3 separate regions of the Sus scrofa genome follow, and regions 2 and 3 are each linked to region 1. The links are chromatin contacts, called in public Hi-C and HiChIP or PLAC-seq maps. All regions are on one chromosome and are shown on one strand. The core of a region is the stretch at or near the end of the contact, and the rest is flanking DNA. Distances in the headings are between cores, read along the strand shown.

Region 1 (4,985 bases), core at 1,442-3,941:
CATGGTTCCTAGTTGGATTCGTTAACCACTGCGCCACGACGGGAACTCCTGCCCGGTCCAATTCTATCCTAGAAGCCACAAACCCATATCTCCTCATTTAAATGAGGCTGAGTCTCTCGAGAATGTTATTCTCAGGTCTCTCCCCATGTTTCCATTTAACAAAATGCCTTCGATCCTTTGACTGCGTGTAATCTAATCCCTTTAGTCCTTGCTTTGCCTTGACAGACATCCTTAAGCCCTGCTTCAGACCAGCAGTTACGGGAGACAAGGCTGTACCTTGCTTCATGTGCTCAGTGAGGGCCCTTCCAAGGCCCTGACACTAAGAGACCCTCTCACAGGGACATGATGGTGCCGAACGCGCCACCAAGGACCCGACACACATATAAAGGTGAATTTATTCTTTGGATTATTTAAACAGAGCTGTTAAAACTGACTTTTTTGTTCCACATTTGGAAAAGCAAAAGAGCTCCAGTGCCTCAAAAGGATCAAAATTAGAAAGGGAAAAAAGTGGTCAAAATCCACCCTTTCTGATAAATTTTACTGTGATCAGCCACACATTAAGTAGATATCTGACCATCCAATAACAGAAGTGCCCCAAGAGCCAGTCCTTTGGGTGCCATCTTGAAAAGAGGTACAAGTTTACAGTGGGACAAGCCTTTCTGCTACGTCTCACGTAACTCCCTTGTCCCTCTGTATAAAAAGCAAAGTCTAAAATAACCTCAATCAACAACAGCAAAGCTGCAAAGCCATTCAAAAGTTACGTTTCAGAGGACAAGCTTCAAAGCAAACTTGTCCAGTATGATCTATATTTCATATGATTAAAGATTTTTCACTCAAACATGCCAAGATTAATGGAGCCAAGATGAGCTATTCTGCAGTAAAATCAGAGTTTTTTAAATGCAGTAAAATCAGAGCATTGAAATCATGGTTGTTCTCACATTTCTCATTTCAGATAAGCTGATTTTACAAAATTAACATCAAACACAACACTTCATCAGTTTTTTTTTTTTAAAGAAGAGTATTATTGGTGACTTTTATACACCATGAGACTTAACTGACTCTTCTCCAACTGTTTCAACAAATTTCATTTCAACTAGACAAGAATCTCATGATTTTTTTTTTACACTTTCTCTCAATTCTACATTAAAAAATAGTCTAGGAATTGTAGTAAAACTGCAGCCACAAAACTCAAGTTTTGTTCCAACAATAGCAATAGATTTTTAGACCACTAGCAGAAAAACGCTAGTGGTCAGTCACAGAAATGTTTGCACAAGCTGAACAGCTGTGTCTACTGCAAATCTGAAGGCACTGCTGCAGCAATATAATTCAATTCTGACCCATTCATTATAAACTGATTTACAGATGCTGCTACTGCAAGATCACAGTGGAGAAATGCAAGCTGCGCTGGGGATCAAATCGTTCACCGAAGCGCACAAGTTTTTAACGCAAAGGAGAGCTCTGAAAGAGGAAATACAACTAGTTCATAACGCTACCATGAACCAGCCCAGAAGAACCTAAAACTATAAATGAATAGAAAACTAAAACACTTCCCTTAGGTAATTGATGTGATCACCTAAGAAAGTTTCCAGGGAAGATGTTTAAAACAGTGAATTTATTCAGTATCCTACCGAAAAAACTAGGGAGGAAGACTGTAATTCCCCCATTCCTTAACATATTTTTTCTTCTTACATCTTCACTGTAAAAGCAACACAAGCTCACTTGCAGATTGCAGCCCGGATCAATCTGCTATTTAACTTTCTTCCGAAGTTACAGTCTTGAAATTAAACACCCCACTTAGGACGTCTTCCGAAGTTTGGGGCTGTGAAAAATGGGATAGCTCAGGAGACCAACAACAAGAGTTTTCAAAGTAACTACTAAGCATTTTTCCCAAGCAGCACATTCCAAAAAACTTCTAAGTCGTAACTCAAGAGGCTGGCTGCAGCTCTGCGTGTCTTCTGGTTGCCTTGTGAATGTGCTACCAATTCAGAAAACATTTCGGGTCCCCTTTGGGCTGCACGCTTTCCTTCCCTCACTGGCAAACGCACCCTCCGCTGTCATCCCTTCAAACAGCCACGCGTGTGTCGACCCACGGCGGCAGAGGGTGGCAAAGGGACTCACCACGCAGAACAAACACGCTCCGCTTTACTTTTCCCCCCTGGAAGTACCACTCGGGCTCCACGCGAGGAGGGCTCGCCAACTCCGGGCTATGCGAGCGCACCGGGCATGTGCCGCCCCACTCGGGCCCCAGGCAGTCTTCCGACAAACTTCCCCCTCCGCGGCCGGGGTCCCGGGGAAAGGGCCCCGCACGCCCGCCCTCGAGTTCGGGTCCCCCGGGGGCACTCACCTCCGGGCAGGGCTGTCAGCGACCCCCGGGGCCCCTGTTCCCGCCCGGCCCCCTACTCACCTGTGCTGTCATTCGCAGAGAAGCCGGGCGAGCTGAGTTTGGCTCGTTTGGGGTTGGGCGGTCCGTCCAGCAAGTTCTCGGCCATTTTCACCTGCTCGCGAAAACAGCCCCGAGCGCGGGCGGCGGGGCCGGCGAGGGCTCCGGGGCGGGGGTCGGCGCCGGCCCCGGCCGGCTGCGAGGGGAGAGCGAGCGCGAGCCGCGAGTCGCGAGCGAGCGCCGAGGGAGAGGGAGGGCGCAGGGCCGGGTGGGGGAGGCGGCGGCCAAATCTCAGCCACAGCAACAGCGCCCCGCAGCGCTCACCGCCCGCCCCCGGCCGCCGCCGCCGCCGCCGCCGCCGGCCGCGGCCCCCTCATCCCCTGCCCGCCTCCCGAGCGCGACACTCCGCGGCGGGGGCGCCCCGGCGGCCCGGCGGCCCCCCGGGCCCGGCTGGCAGCGACGGCGCCCGGCCGGGCGGCTCAGGCAGTCCCCGGGAACATGGTGCCGCCGCCGCGCCGCCGCCTCGCTCCCCCCCCGCGCCCCACTTAATTAATTCGCTCGCGGCCCGACGACCGGGGGGCTCCGGGCTCCGCTCCCTGCCCGCGGCCCGCCGCCGCCGCCGCCGCCGCGAGGAAAAACAATGAGCGAAGCGGGGCCGCCGCCGCCGCCGCCGCCGCGGCCCCCCCACCCCCCGTTCCGCCGCCGCCGCCGCCGCCGCTGCCGCCGCCGCCGCCGCCGCCGCCGCGGCTCCGGGAGGCCGAGCCGAGAGGCGAGCGGGGCCGCCGGAGCGGGCGCCGAGGGCCAGGCGGAGCGGGCCGGCCGGGCGGAGCGGGGTGCGCGGGCGGTTGTGGGGCCCGGGACCGGCGGGGCCGAGTAGATCGCGCTCGAAGCCCCGGTCGGGTCCGCGACAAGATGGCGGCTGTTGATTCCTCAATTAAAAAAAAAAGAAAGTTTTTTTTCTTCTCTTTCCAGAGCCTGAACGGGGAGGGGGAGGGGGCGGGGCACGCCGGTGCGTCACCCCCCCCCGCGGCGTCACCACGCACGGCCCCCGCCCCGCCCCCTCCACCTGCGCCGGCCGCAGCGGAAAGAGCCGAGCGCGTTCGGACGGAAAGGGCCGAAGGCGCGGCTGCCGTACGTCGTGCGGCCGAGTGGCGGGGCGGCTAGACTGCCCGGCGGGGGCCGGGCCTGCGGGGCGCCGGGCGCCGGGCACCGCCGCCACTTTTGTTCTGACGGCGACTGGGCGGCGAGGGGTCTGGCTGCGGCCTGGCAGCAAGCCGGGCCCCCAGGCGCGGAGTTGGCGCCGCCCGGGCCTGCCCGTCCCGCAGGCGACTCTGCCCAGTCCCGGCTCCCCGCGCCCCTGCTCCGCGACCCTTCTCGGTGACCAGGGCTGGCAGCTTCTCCCCGCCGGATGCCAGCGTTGTGTCGTGGCCTCTGCAGGTTACAGACTGCTCTTGGGTCCGCCCGTGAGCGAGTGCAGATGGGGAAACTGAGGCAGGAAGTGGCAGGGCCGAGATTCGAAGGCCTCCACGTGAAGTGAGGAGGACGCAGGACTCCTGAGCCCTTGTTCCCCAGCCTGATGCAATAGGGGCCCCAGGTCCGACACCCTCACCTGCACCGGGAAGTGGTGAGCGCTGCTTCCCAGCCAAGCACACTCAGTCTGCGCCGGGCCCAGAAGGCCCCATTACATCAGGGCTTAGGGCCCTCGTGCCCTACGCAACCATCTGGACCCCGCAGGTGCTGCAGTCAGGTGTGAGGTTCCCCCGGAGGCCCGCCCGCGTGCCCACTATCCGCAGGACAGTTACACACAAATCTAAGGTGTTCACACATCTCAGCTCATTATCTGCTTCTCACAATTTGCCTGGGCTTCATCCCACGTCTTTATCTGAAGGGTATCACCAACGACCTGTTTGTTTCCTAAGCCAGAATTCTGTGAGTCCTCCTCTCCCTCCACCCACCAAGCAACCTGCCTCCCCAGATCCTTTACCTGGACAAATGGCTCTTCCTCCTCGTTCCACTGCCCCAGAGTCTTTTTTTTTTTTTCTTTTTGCTATTTTTTTGGGGGGCATATGGAGGTTCCCAGGCTAGGGGTTGAATCGGAGCCGTAGCCACCAGCCTACGCCAGAGCCACAGCAACACGGGATCCGAGCCGCGTCTGCAATCTACACCACAGCTCACGGCAACGCCGGATCGTTAACCCACTGAGCAAGGGCAGGGACCGAACCCGCAACCTCATGGTTCTTAGTCGGATTCGTTAACCACTGCGCCACAATGGGAACTCCCCCCAGAGTCTTCTTGCTTCTCCAGGGTGGTGGCATCTTCCCACCTCAGTGTCCCTTACAATCTGCATTTCTCCCAATGCACCACCTGAGTTAACTTCTTGGAAAAAGAAAGAACTCTGCTTAAAACAAATAGCTCCTACATGTAGGGAAAAAAAAAAACACATTTATATAGTCTCGGGTGGAAAACAACATGTATAGTTTGTTTCGTGTATATCATAAAGTACTGTGTGTGTATATATATGATATATGCCAAAAAAACTGATTGTCTTCAAGTGTCAAGCCTGAGTGCTCTCTCTCCTTTTTTCTATTTATCTGTATTGTTCAGA
Region 2 (4,985 bases), core at 1,435-3,934, 180 kb before region 1:
AGAACTGGCAGCAATTCTCGAACTGCTCTGTGTGTATAGGAAGACCACAAGCACCTGAGTCAGGAGAAAGGAATTACCAGAGGGAAGGGGGCCAGGGTGACCCCTGTTGGGCAGCAGATGGAGGCGTCAGTGTGAACTCGTCCTTCTTCCTCTAGCTGCAGATCAGACATAGAAATAAAGAGCAGGGTGTGCATATGTGGGGGACTCCCTGGCGGCAATGACACCCCCAGCAGCAGGGAGCACCTGGCCCCAGGAAGAGTGAGCGTCTTGGACAAAAACCCCCATGCCGGGAAATCCCTCCATCCTGGGCAAAGTGGGGCGGGTGGTCATCTCCCTGCACACAGATCTTGGTTTGTCACTAGCATTTCCTGCAACACCTGTGGTGCCAGAAGGTGCAGAAGACTCAGAGATGATGGGACATCCAAGAGACACAGGCTCCAAGTGGAAGGCGCACTCAGTGGCAAAATCTAGGACGAACCCACAAACAACAAATGCTGGAGGGGGTGTGGAGAAAAGGGCACCCTCCTGCACTGTTGGGGGTAATGTAAACTGGTACGGCCACTATGGAGAACAGTATGGTGGTACCTTAGAAAACTATACATAGAACTACCATATGACCCAGAAACCCCACTCTTGGGCATATATCCAGACAAAACTTGCCTTGAAAAAGACACATGCACCCGCAGGTCCATTGCAGCCCTATTCACAATAGCCAAGACATGGAAACAACCCAAATGTCCATCGACAGATGAGTGGATTAGAAAGATGTGGTATAGGAGTTCCCGTCGTGGCGCAGTGGTTAACGAATCCAACTAGGAACCATGAGGTTGTGGGTTCGGTCCCTGCCCTTGCTCAGTGGGTTAACAATCCGGCGTTGCCATGAGCTGTGGTGTAGGTTGCAGACGCGGCTCAGATCTCGCGTTGCTGCGGCTCTGGCGTAGGCCGGTGGCTACAGCTCCAATTCGACCCCTAGCCTGGGAACCTCCATATGCCGCGGGAGTGGCCCAAAGAAATAGCAAAAAAAGACAAAAAAAAAAAAAAAAAAAAAAAAAAAAGAAATATGTGGTATATATACACAATGGAATACTACCCAGCCATAAAAAAGAACAAAATAATGCCATTTGCAGCAACATGGATGGAACTAGAGACTTTCATACTGAGTGAAGTACGTCAGAAAGAGAAAGGCACGTACCGCATAATTTCACTTACATCTTGAATCTAATATACGGCACAAATGAACCTTCCCACGGAAAAGAAAATCATGGACTTGGAGAACAGATTTGTGGTTGCCAAGAGGGAGGGGGACGGAGGGAGAGAGACTGGGAATTTGGGGTTAACAGATGCAAACTACTGCCTTTGGAGTGGATAAGCAATGAGATCCTGCTGTGCAGCCCTGGGAACTGTGTCTGGTCACTTGTGATGGAGCATGATAATGGGAGAAAAATGAATGTATACATGTATGTGTGACTGGTTAACCTTGCTGTGCAGTAGAAAATTGACAGAACACTGTGAATCGGCTATAATGGAAAGTAAAAATTATTTTAAAAACTTTGGAGTTCCCGTCGTGGCGCAGTGGTTAACAAATCTGACTAGGAACCATGAGGTTGCGGGTTCGGTCCCTGCCCTTGCTCAGTGGGTTAAGGATCCGGCGTTGCCGTGAGCTGTGGTGTAGGTTGCAGATGCGGCTCGGATCCCTCGTTGCTGTGGCTCTGGCGTAGGCCGGTGGCTACAGCTCCAATTCAACCCCTAGCCTGAGAACCTCCATATGCCGCGGGAGCGGCCCAAAGAAATGGCAAAAAGACAAAAAAAAATAAAATAAAATAAAATAAATAAAAAAATAAAAACTTAAAAAAAAAAAACTACGACAAACTGAGGAACAAAATAACGACAGTCGTGAACTGTCAGCTGGTCAATAAATGTCTGTAAGCCTCCACTTACAGAAATAATAAATAAACGGATGGGAGTTTCCACTGTGGCTAAGCAGGTTAAGAATACGGCTAGTATCCATGAGGATGCAAGTCCGATTCCTGGCCTCACTCAGTGGGTTAAGGATCTGGGTGGCTGTGCCTGTGGTGTAGGCCTCCGCTGCCACTCCAATGGGATCCCTAGCCTGGGAACATCCATATGCCGCAGGTGTGGCCCTAAAAATAAATACATAAATAAATGGAGGCAAAAGGACTTCTATCTTATAGAATTACAATTCATAAACGTATAAGGAATGATGGAAACAGACAACTGCCATCAGGCAAGCACAGTGACAGGTTTGACAGGTATAAACTGTGAACAGACGTTCACCAGAAATAGAACATGTGCAGAATCTCCAAGTATGCCCAGCTCCTCCTGATCCAAAGAGAAAACCAGTACTTCGCGGTGGAGAAAGTGGCACAGAGCCTTAAGCAAGTGACCAGAGTCACTATCAGGAATGAGGTGTGTCCTCATCCTGCAGCTCCTATGGGGGCGGACAGTCTGGCCTGTCTCCTGCCGTGTTCTCGCCAAAAACGCTTCTCCATCTAACTGTAAGAAGACATCAGACAAACCCCCAAATAGGGAAATCCTCTAAAACAACGGGACAGTTCTCTTCTAAAGTTGTCAAGTTCCCAACGGACAAACAGAGACTGAGGAGACCAAGGAGACACCAGCACACGCTGCAGGATCCTGGGCCGGCAAAGGACATGGGTGGGAAATCCGGCTAATGTCAGCCAGGACGGGTGTGTTACCCAAGAGTGAGTGCTGGGTCAGTGTAATTTCAGTTTTCAATCCCTTGGCCATGTGAGAGGTTAAGAGTAGGGAAACTGGGGGAGAAGGCTGTGTGCTCCTTCTGTAACATCTCTGAAAGTACAAAGTATTTCAAAGTAACAAAGACCTATTCCTGTACACATGTCATTTCATTTACCTACAAGTACACTTTTTTTTTTTTTTAAACTGGTTGGCTGCACCCTCAGCACATGGAAGCTCCAGGGCCCGTGACCACACCAGAGCCATAGCAGTGACAATGCCACACGGTTATGCCCTAGGCCACAAGCCTGGCACAAGTGTCCACTGGAGTATACCGTGAGAAGTGGAGTCATCAGGGCCAAGGTCATGCCCAGTTTAAACTGTGGTCATGGCTGCCAAGTCACCCTCCAGAGACCGATGCGATTACATTCCCACCAACGACATCAGGAGACTGTGTAATACACATACTGCTGCCAAGGTGGTACTGCTGTGAAACCTCTGGCTCTCAGCCTAGCAGTCAGGTAAAATTTTACTATAGTTTCCATTTACATTTCTCTTACAATGAGCAAGATGGAGCATCTATCTATATTTTAAAATATTTTCTTTCTTTGCTTTTTTTTTTTGGTCTTTTTAGGGCCGTACCCATGGCATATGGAGGTTCCCAGACTAGGGGTCGAATCAGAGCTGTAGCCGTCAGCCTACGCCACAGCCACAGCCATGCTGGAAGCGAGCTGCGTCTGCGACCTACACCACAGCTTATGGCAATGCCAGATCCTTAACCCACTGAGCAAGGCCAGGGATCATACCTCCATCCTCATTGATGTCTAGTTAGATTTGTTTCTGCTGAGCCACAATGAGAACTCCTAAAATATTAAAAAAAAAAAAAAAAAAAAAAAGGAATTCTCTTGTGGCATCGCAGGTTAAGGATCTGGGCTGTCACTGCAGTGGCATGGGTCACTACTGTGGCACAGGTTTGATCCCTGGCCCAGAAACTTCCACATGCTGCAGGCAGGGCCAAAAAAAAGTTTTTTTTCTATTTCCTATTTTTGTTAACGGACTGTTGATATCCTCTGATCATTTTCTACTACATTTTCTCTTATTGATTTGTAACAACTCTTTACATGTTAAGGAAATTAATCTGTTGTTTGTAAAAGCCTTCCTTACTCCAAAATTAAACACAATTTCCCAAGTCTTATTTTTCCTGGTTTTTTTTTTCCCTACTTTTATACTCAGAATACTTTTGAAAGGATTTTATATGTTGTTTATGACGGAAATAGCTGGGAAAAGGGAAAAATAAGCAATCTATATTTCTAACCAGGTCTTTAAGATTTTCCATTTTAATTCCAAGATTACATTAATCAACAGCACTATTAAGAGCAGATTTGATTTCAGGTTAACTGAACTTTCTAAAGTGACTTTAAGAATAAAGCAATAGTGCAACAAATCTGCCTGAGCCAGACACAAACACACTATCTGTGCAGTGTGTCTTCATGTTTCCCCTAGACCCTAAAGGAAAAACCACAAACCTCAGACTACAATGTCTTAGCGTTAACTAAGATTAACTGTTTGGTGGTTTGGGCTCACAAAACAGGAAACAATGAAAGTTTGAATCTGACAACACACACGTGCAACTTCTCCTCCACTGGGCCTCCTCCCTCGCAGCACACAATCAACTTTCCCTACTATGAATGCACAGCACTTACTTCCCATGCTGCTAATTTAAAACAGCAGTTATAAGCCAGCTTGCGGCATTTTTACAATTAACCTTTTCTTTCTTTTTTTACAGCCACACCTGTGGCACAGGGAAATTCCTGGGCCAGGGATCAAACCCAAGCTGAAGCTGTGACCTACACCACAGGCACAGCAATGCCAGATCCTTTAACCCACTGAGCCTGGACAGGAACCAAACTCGAATCTCCCCAGTGGTCCAAGCCTCTGCAGTTGGATTGTTTGTTTTTGTCTTGTTTTGTCTTTTTAGGGCTGCACCCATGGCATATGGAAGTTCCCAGGCTAGGCCTCAAATGGAGCGGTAGGTGTCGGCCTGCACCACAGTCATAGCAACGTCTAATTCCTAACCCACTGAGCAAGGCCAGGGATCGAAGCCGTGTCATCATGCATATTAGTCAGGTTTCTTACTGCTGAGCCGTGACAGGAACTCCCTGCAGTTGGATTCTTTTTTTTTTGTTTTTGTCTTTTTGCCATTTCTTGGGCCACTCCCGCGGCATATGGAGGTTCCCAGGCTAGGGGTCTAATCGGAGCTTAGCCACCGG
Region 3 (4,985 bases), core at 851-3,350, 150 kb before region 1:
ACCTGTGACCCTTAAAAAAAAAAAAAGAATCTTGGAGTACTCATTGGGGCGAAAAGAGATTGACGGCATGTCTACAGCACTAGACACTGGTTTGATCCCTGGCCCTGCACCGTGAGTTAAAGCATCTGGCGTCGTAGAGGCATAGGTACCAACCGGGGCTGGGATCTGATTCCTGGCCCAGGAACTCAATATGCCCCAGGGCTGCCAAAAAAAAAGAGAGAGAGAAAAGAATCTGAACCTCTGGGGGGGGGAAAACAAGTCAGCTACAAAAACACAAGAATCAAGTTGATATGACTGCTCACCTGTACAGAGGATGGTAGAAGACAACAGCACTATTTGTAGTAAAGGAAAATGACTTTGACCTGGAATACCAGAACCCGCCCAACTACTTTACAAGTATGAGGGCAAAACAAAAAAATTTTTAGACATATGGGGCTTAGAAAATTTTCAACACACTGACTTCTGCAGAACTAACACAAGAGTGTACTCTGGTAAAAACAGAAAACAAATCCAAAAAGGAAGGAAGATGTTAGATACAAGTAACAATAATCTACAAACATTTGTTAATGCATGTCCTTTTATTTTACTGAAAAAAAAAAAAATTTCTTTTTTTGGCTCCCCCCCCACCCCCCGTGGCACATGGAAGTTCCCAGGCCAGGGATGGAATCCCAGCCGGAGCTATGATCTATGCCACAGCTGCAGCAAAACCGGACCCTCAACCCACTGAGCCGCAGCTGGAACTCTGCATGTTATTTTTAAAGAATCATTGTTTAAAAAGACCACGCCAAAATTTAAAACTCAGATAACAGAGAAAAATGTGAAAGATATGAAGAGGAAATTCAAAGAATATCAGCCATTAAACAAATGAAAACATTACTAGTATCCATGCAAATGTAAGTTAAACAAGGTAGTTTATAAACCATCAGTTTGGAAAAGATTTAACATCCAGTGTTGGAAAAGATGCCTTGACATAGGTAGTCTCATTCCCTGCCAATGAGACTATAAATTGATAAAGCCTGACTTCTTGAACAGCAGTTTAGCAAAATCAACCACCATTTCAAGCACACACTAGCTCCACACCATCAATTCTAAAATTCTAATTCTGTAATATCACTGTAAAGGCATAGACCGGTGCATGCTGACACGAAAAGATGTCTAAGCCAATCTGGAGCTTTAAAAAACAAAACAAAACAAAACAAACCCGCAGCACAGGGTATATATGGTTTAGGCCTTTTTACGCAAAAACTGTTCGACGTATCTATTTCCGTACATCAGCAACTGCGTGTGGAAAGCCTGGAAGGAACGCCAAGACGTTCTCACCGGTGGTTACTTCCGAGCGGGGAGTGAGGACAGACAGCGGTCGTTCTTTCTTTTCAACATTTACTTGAGCACCTACCAATTCCAGGCCCTGGGGATACGGCGGTCAACAACCCCAAGTCCACGGGCTGCACGAAGGCCAAGGTGCCGGTTCTGTGGGTTTCGCGGCCGCGTGCCGCGCTGGGCCCACTGGGCATTCCGATTTGTGTCGAATGAAGGACTGACCAAGGGGGCTTATGCGTTACTCGTGCATAAATCAACTTGGGCGGAGGGGAGGAATAAGAGCGCAACTAAGGTACTTAAGTAATCACCCTGGGGAAGCCCGTTCCCAGCGCACACAATCCCCTGAAAGCGCCTTCGGCTCCGCGAGCGAGGAGACCGCGGTCCCTCCGCCTCAATCCGGCCCGAGGAGCCCGTTGGGAAGAACCCGCTGCTGCAGTCACGCGGGCCCGGGTTCAACCCCGTGACCTCCGGGGAACCCCTGCAGCCCGGCGCTGGACCCAGCCAGGTGACCCCAGGGCGCTCAGCGTTAGCCGCTCACCACGCTAGAGCGCGTACACCGCAGAATATCCGCCGCTGCGCGAGGAGGTTCCGTCACCGCGCCTCCCACGGAGAAAAGGGGTTCGGGCCCCCGGGAGCTCTGCGCGTCCCCGTCCCCGCTCGCTCTCCACCAGCCCTGCACAGCCGCTCTCACCTCCCCGGGCGGCAGCCAGCGCCGGCGCCCGCAGGCGGTGGCCCCACAGCAACAGCGTCCGCAGCTCGCGCGCCATGTCGGCCTTCCAGAGAGGGGGGCGGGGTCAGGGCAGGGCCTGCTCCGGCGCGGCGCGCCGACGTCACGGCGCGCGCCCGGCTGCCCGGTCTGCGGCCTGCGCCGGCGGGTGGGCGGGGCTCGCCTGGAGCGGGAGCGGTCGGCCTGCGCCGCCGGGACAGTCGGGCCTGGGGGCGGGACCTCCGTGACCTTGTGTCGCGTTATCAAGGGCGACGACTGTGCGCCCGGGGCCGCCGGGCGGCCCTCGTCTGCCCATAAGTCTCGGTTTGTCCATCCCAGAAATGGGGCAGACGTTCGCCTCCACGGTAGAGAGTTTGAAAAGACGGCGATGGGGCAGAAGCAGCTCACATCCCTGGGGTCTTTATAAGTCACGGGCCACCGGTCCGGACTGCTGAAAGTCAGTCTCTTCCAACCAAACCAGGGCAGGCCAAATAGCTACAAAGAGTAAAAGGGAGAGTTTCAGGCTTGACTTGTCTCTCCCAAAACTCTGGCGCCAACGCCCACCAGCAAAACTGGGCTTATTCATTCATTACAATTCTCTCGCCTTCCTGGAGGTAAGACTCTGGTTGGGGACTCCAACCATCAGCTTCCTTTCTCATAGAGTTGCAGACCACGTAAAATGCATATTCTCCAGCACCAAAGTAGGGCTCAGGCGGCTCCCCAGAAGATTATGAGACTGAAGACTCGCTGCCACGATCAAATAATTGCAGAAAAACGGGTTGAGATTTTTGACAAGGTCTGCAAAGAACAGAAGCCGGGAGAGTGTTCCCCGGTGGGGTCTGGACGTATCTGGGGCCGCAGGGAGGGGATGTCGGGGAACACTTTCAGGTGGAAGTTGTCAAGGCTGATCCGCAAGTTACAGGCTCAAGCAACTGAGAAGGGGAACATACACGAAGTGGGAAGATGGGAATGGAAGGGCAGGAGTTCTCTCACCTGGAAGACCCCAGCAGCCTCCTGTCTGGCCCCCATGCTCCACACAGCAGCTGATCATACATAGACTCCTCAATCAGGGTCCTCCAATGGTTTCCCTGCATAGTCACTTCCAAACCCCTTCTGCTTTGCATAACCTCCAAGCCCTGCATAACCTGACCCCCAGTTTTCTTCCTCCCTCACTCCAGACTCGCTGAGCTAGTGCCAGGCAGAGTGTTCCTAGGATGTCACTGAGTTGAGGGGTCTCAGCCTCACATTTCGTTGGTTGACCGCTTCACTCAGGAAATCATCTCATTTGTAGGACATGATATATTGGTTTACAGGGCAATAGATCTAGCTTGGGGAGCCCTTTGATTTCAGGACAGGGAGGTGGTATTTGGTAAAGGGAGGAGAGAGACAGACGGTGGCTTCAGTTAAGCAGGGACGGGCTCCACCAAGGCAAGTGAAACCCAGGCTCTGCGGGGGGCAAATCTATTAGGTTCCAGCCACACCCACCAGGGCCTTTTGTCCTGTCTTGGCCTGTGCCCTTCAGAGATATATCCTCAGCCACAGAAGTGTGTGATGGTGCGTCCTCTGGTAGCCAGGAACTGGGACTTTTTAAAGTGCCCAGGGATCCAAGCTGGTCTGGAGCGGGTCATGAGCAGATTTCGGCCCCCGTGCAGAGAAGGAAAATGGAAGTGGGGAAAGAATGATTAGATGCGGATGTACTTCAGTTGACTTCATGGAGGCTGGCAGGGAGTTGCTTGGGGAGACGGAAATAGGAGGGGAAGGGTGCGGGGCTCCAGCTTTGAGCCCTCGTACCTTCCTTCAGGACTCACCTGTCAATTGGCTCCTCCAGGGACTGAGTGTCACTGCTTAGAGACCCATCAACCAGCACTTGCGGAGTGGACAGACTCGCTGCTTGTCTGGAGTTCAGCGAGAAGCAACAGGTGTGCATCAGGGGACAGATGCTGCTGTTCCAGAGGGAAGAGGCCTTGGGTCAGACATTCATGTGTTTCCTGCCCCTTCTGGCACTTGAGACTTCCCACCCAGGAAACCAGAGATCAGAACTCAAGTGTCTAGAGGTTGGGAACAGTGAGAAGCGGCCTCCCTGGGGGCCTGAGAGTCCACTGTGCTCTGGCCTGTGGAGGCCTTGCTCTCACTGGTGACCCCAGTTCTGGCTACTGGACTCCTGTGAGCTCTGAGTGCCGCCTGCACGGCCCCCACAGCCCCCTTGCTTCCCTGCCCCTTTCTCCATCTCCCTTCCCCTACTTCCCAGCAGCAGCACAGGAAGCAACCCTCCTCTTCTGTGGCTTGGACGTGAGGGCCCTGTGTGGGGTCGGAGGGGACAAGGAAGGGTTGGTGGTGGAGGCACAGGTACCCCCGCACCATCCTTTGCAAGGATGTCCTCTCTGGACGTTCTCCTGAAGGACTTGGGGACAAAGGGGCCTCACCTCGCTTGTGACATTCCCCAAACATCACCATCTCCCTTGAGGACCCCTATTGGATCCCTGTCATTGGGATGTCTGTATATTTATTTTTCTGTGGCATATGGACGTTCCCAGGCTAGGGGTCGAATTGGAGCTGCAGCTGCCGGCCTACACCATAGCCACAGCAACGCGGGATCTGAGCTCCTCTTGTGATCTGCCCCACAGCTCACGGCAATGCTGGATCCTTAATCCACTGGGCAGGACCAGGGATCAAACCCACATCCTCACGGACACACAGTTGGGTTAACTCACTGAGCTACAACAGGAACTCTGAAAATCATTCGTTTCTGAGAGGCATCCTTGTTGCTGGCCCAGAGCTATGGGCTTCCGATCAGGCAGTAAGTAAATCCCATCTCCGTCATTACGCCCTTTGTAGGCATTGGGCAGGCAGAGGGCTGGGCTCATCTACACCCACTGACCCGCAGGCAACACTTCTTTCCTGATGCCGAAGTGAACCAGTGAGCACCAGCCACAGGCAGGCCGAGGCCCACACCGTCCTT

What was found. A called contact is a pair of places that touch in the nucleus more often than the background predicts. HiChIP or PLAC-seq counts read pairs in DNA pulled down with a chosen protein or histone mark.
Region 2: a Hi-C map of skeletal muscle shows a contact between it and region 1, with 6 times the contacts expected there. The contact joins the enhancer-like site here to the promoter of CREBBP in region 1. A contact is called at or near these places in 3 of 5 promoter capture datasets (fetal liver, liver and skeletal muscle), 18 of 47 Hi-C or Micro-C datasets (alveolar macrophages, blood, brain and 10 more) and 1 of 2 datasets of contacts at active chromatin or transcription factors (skeletal muscle).
Region 3: a contact with region 1 is called in an H3K27ac HiChIP or PLAC-seq map of skeletal muscle, with 5 times the contacts expected there. The contact joins the promoter of TRAP1 here to the promoter of CREBBP in region 1. A contact is called at or near these places in 1 of 5 promoter capture datasets (fetal liver), 5 of 47 Hi-C or Micro-C datasets (embryonic fibroblasts, epiblast stem cells, heart right ventricle and 2 more) and 2 of 2 datasets of contacts at active chromatin or transcription factors (alveolar macrophages and skeletal muscle).

The regions. Positions count from the first base shown.
Region 1 is chr3:38,386,072-38,391,056 of Sscrofa11.1, reverse strand. It overlaps CREBBP (CREB-binding protein), which reads right to left and starts at 2,691. Exons shown (of 31, transcript XM_005662184.3): 1 at 2,405-2,691. The coding sequence starts at 2,489.
Region 2 is chr3:38,563,595-38,568,579 of Sscrofa11.1, reverse strand. The region is part of intron 1 of TRAP1 (TNF receptor associated protein 1); the gene reads right to left. Among named protein-coding and RNA genes, the nearest start is that of TRAP1, 29 kb to the right of the region's middle. Within about 2 kb of position 2,684, at least 3 of the 83 cell types and tissues checked have an H3K27ac peak or open chromatin away from gene starts, as enhancers often do. A contact at or near this core is called in skeletal muscle, where this site is marked.
Region 3 is chr3:38,533,825-38,538,809 of Sscrofa11.1, reverse strand. TRAP1 (TNF receptor associated protein 1) reads right to left here and starts at 2,100. Exons shown (of 18, transcript NM_001243945.1): 1 at 2,012-2,100. The coding sequence starts at 2,087. LOC102160050 (a long non-coding RNA gene) reads left to right here and starts at 2,224. Exons shown (of 4, transcript XR_302227.2): 1 at 2,224-2,640; 2 at 3,855-3,945; 3 at 4,651-4,823; 4 at 4,911-4,985.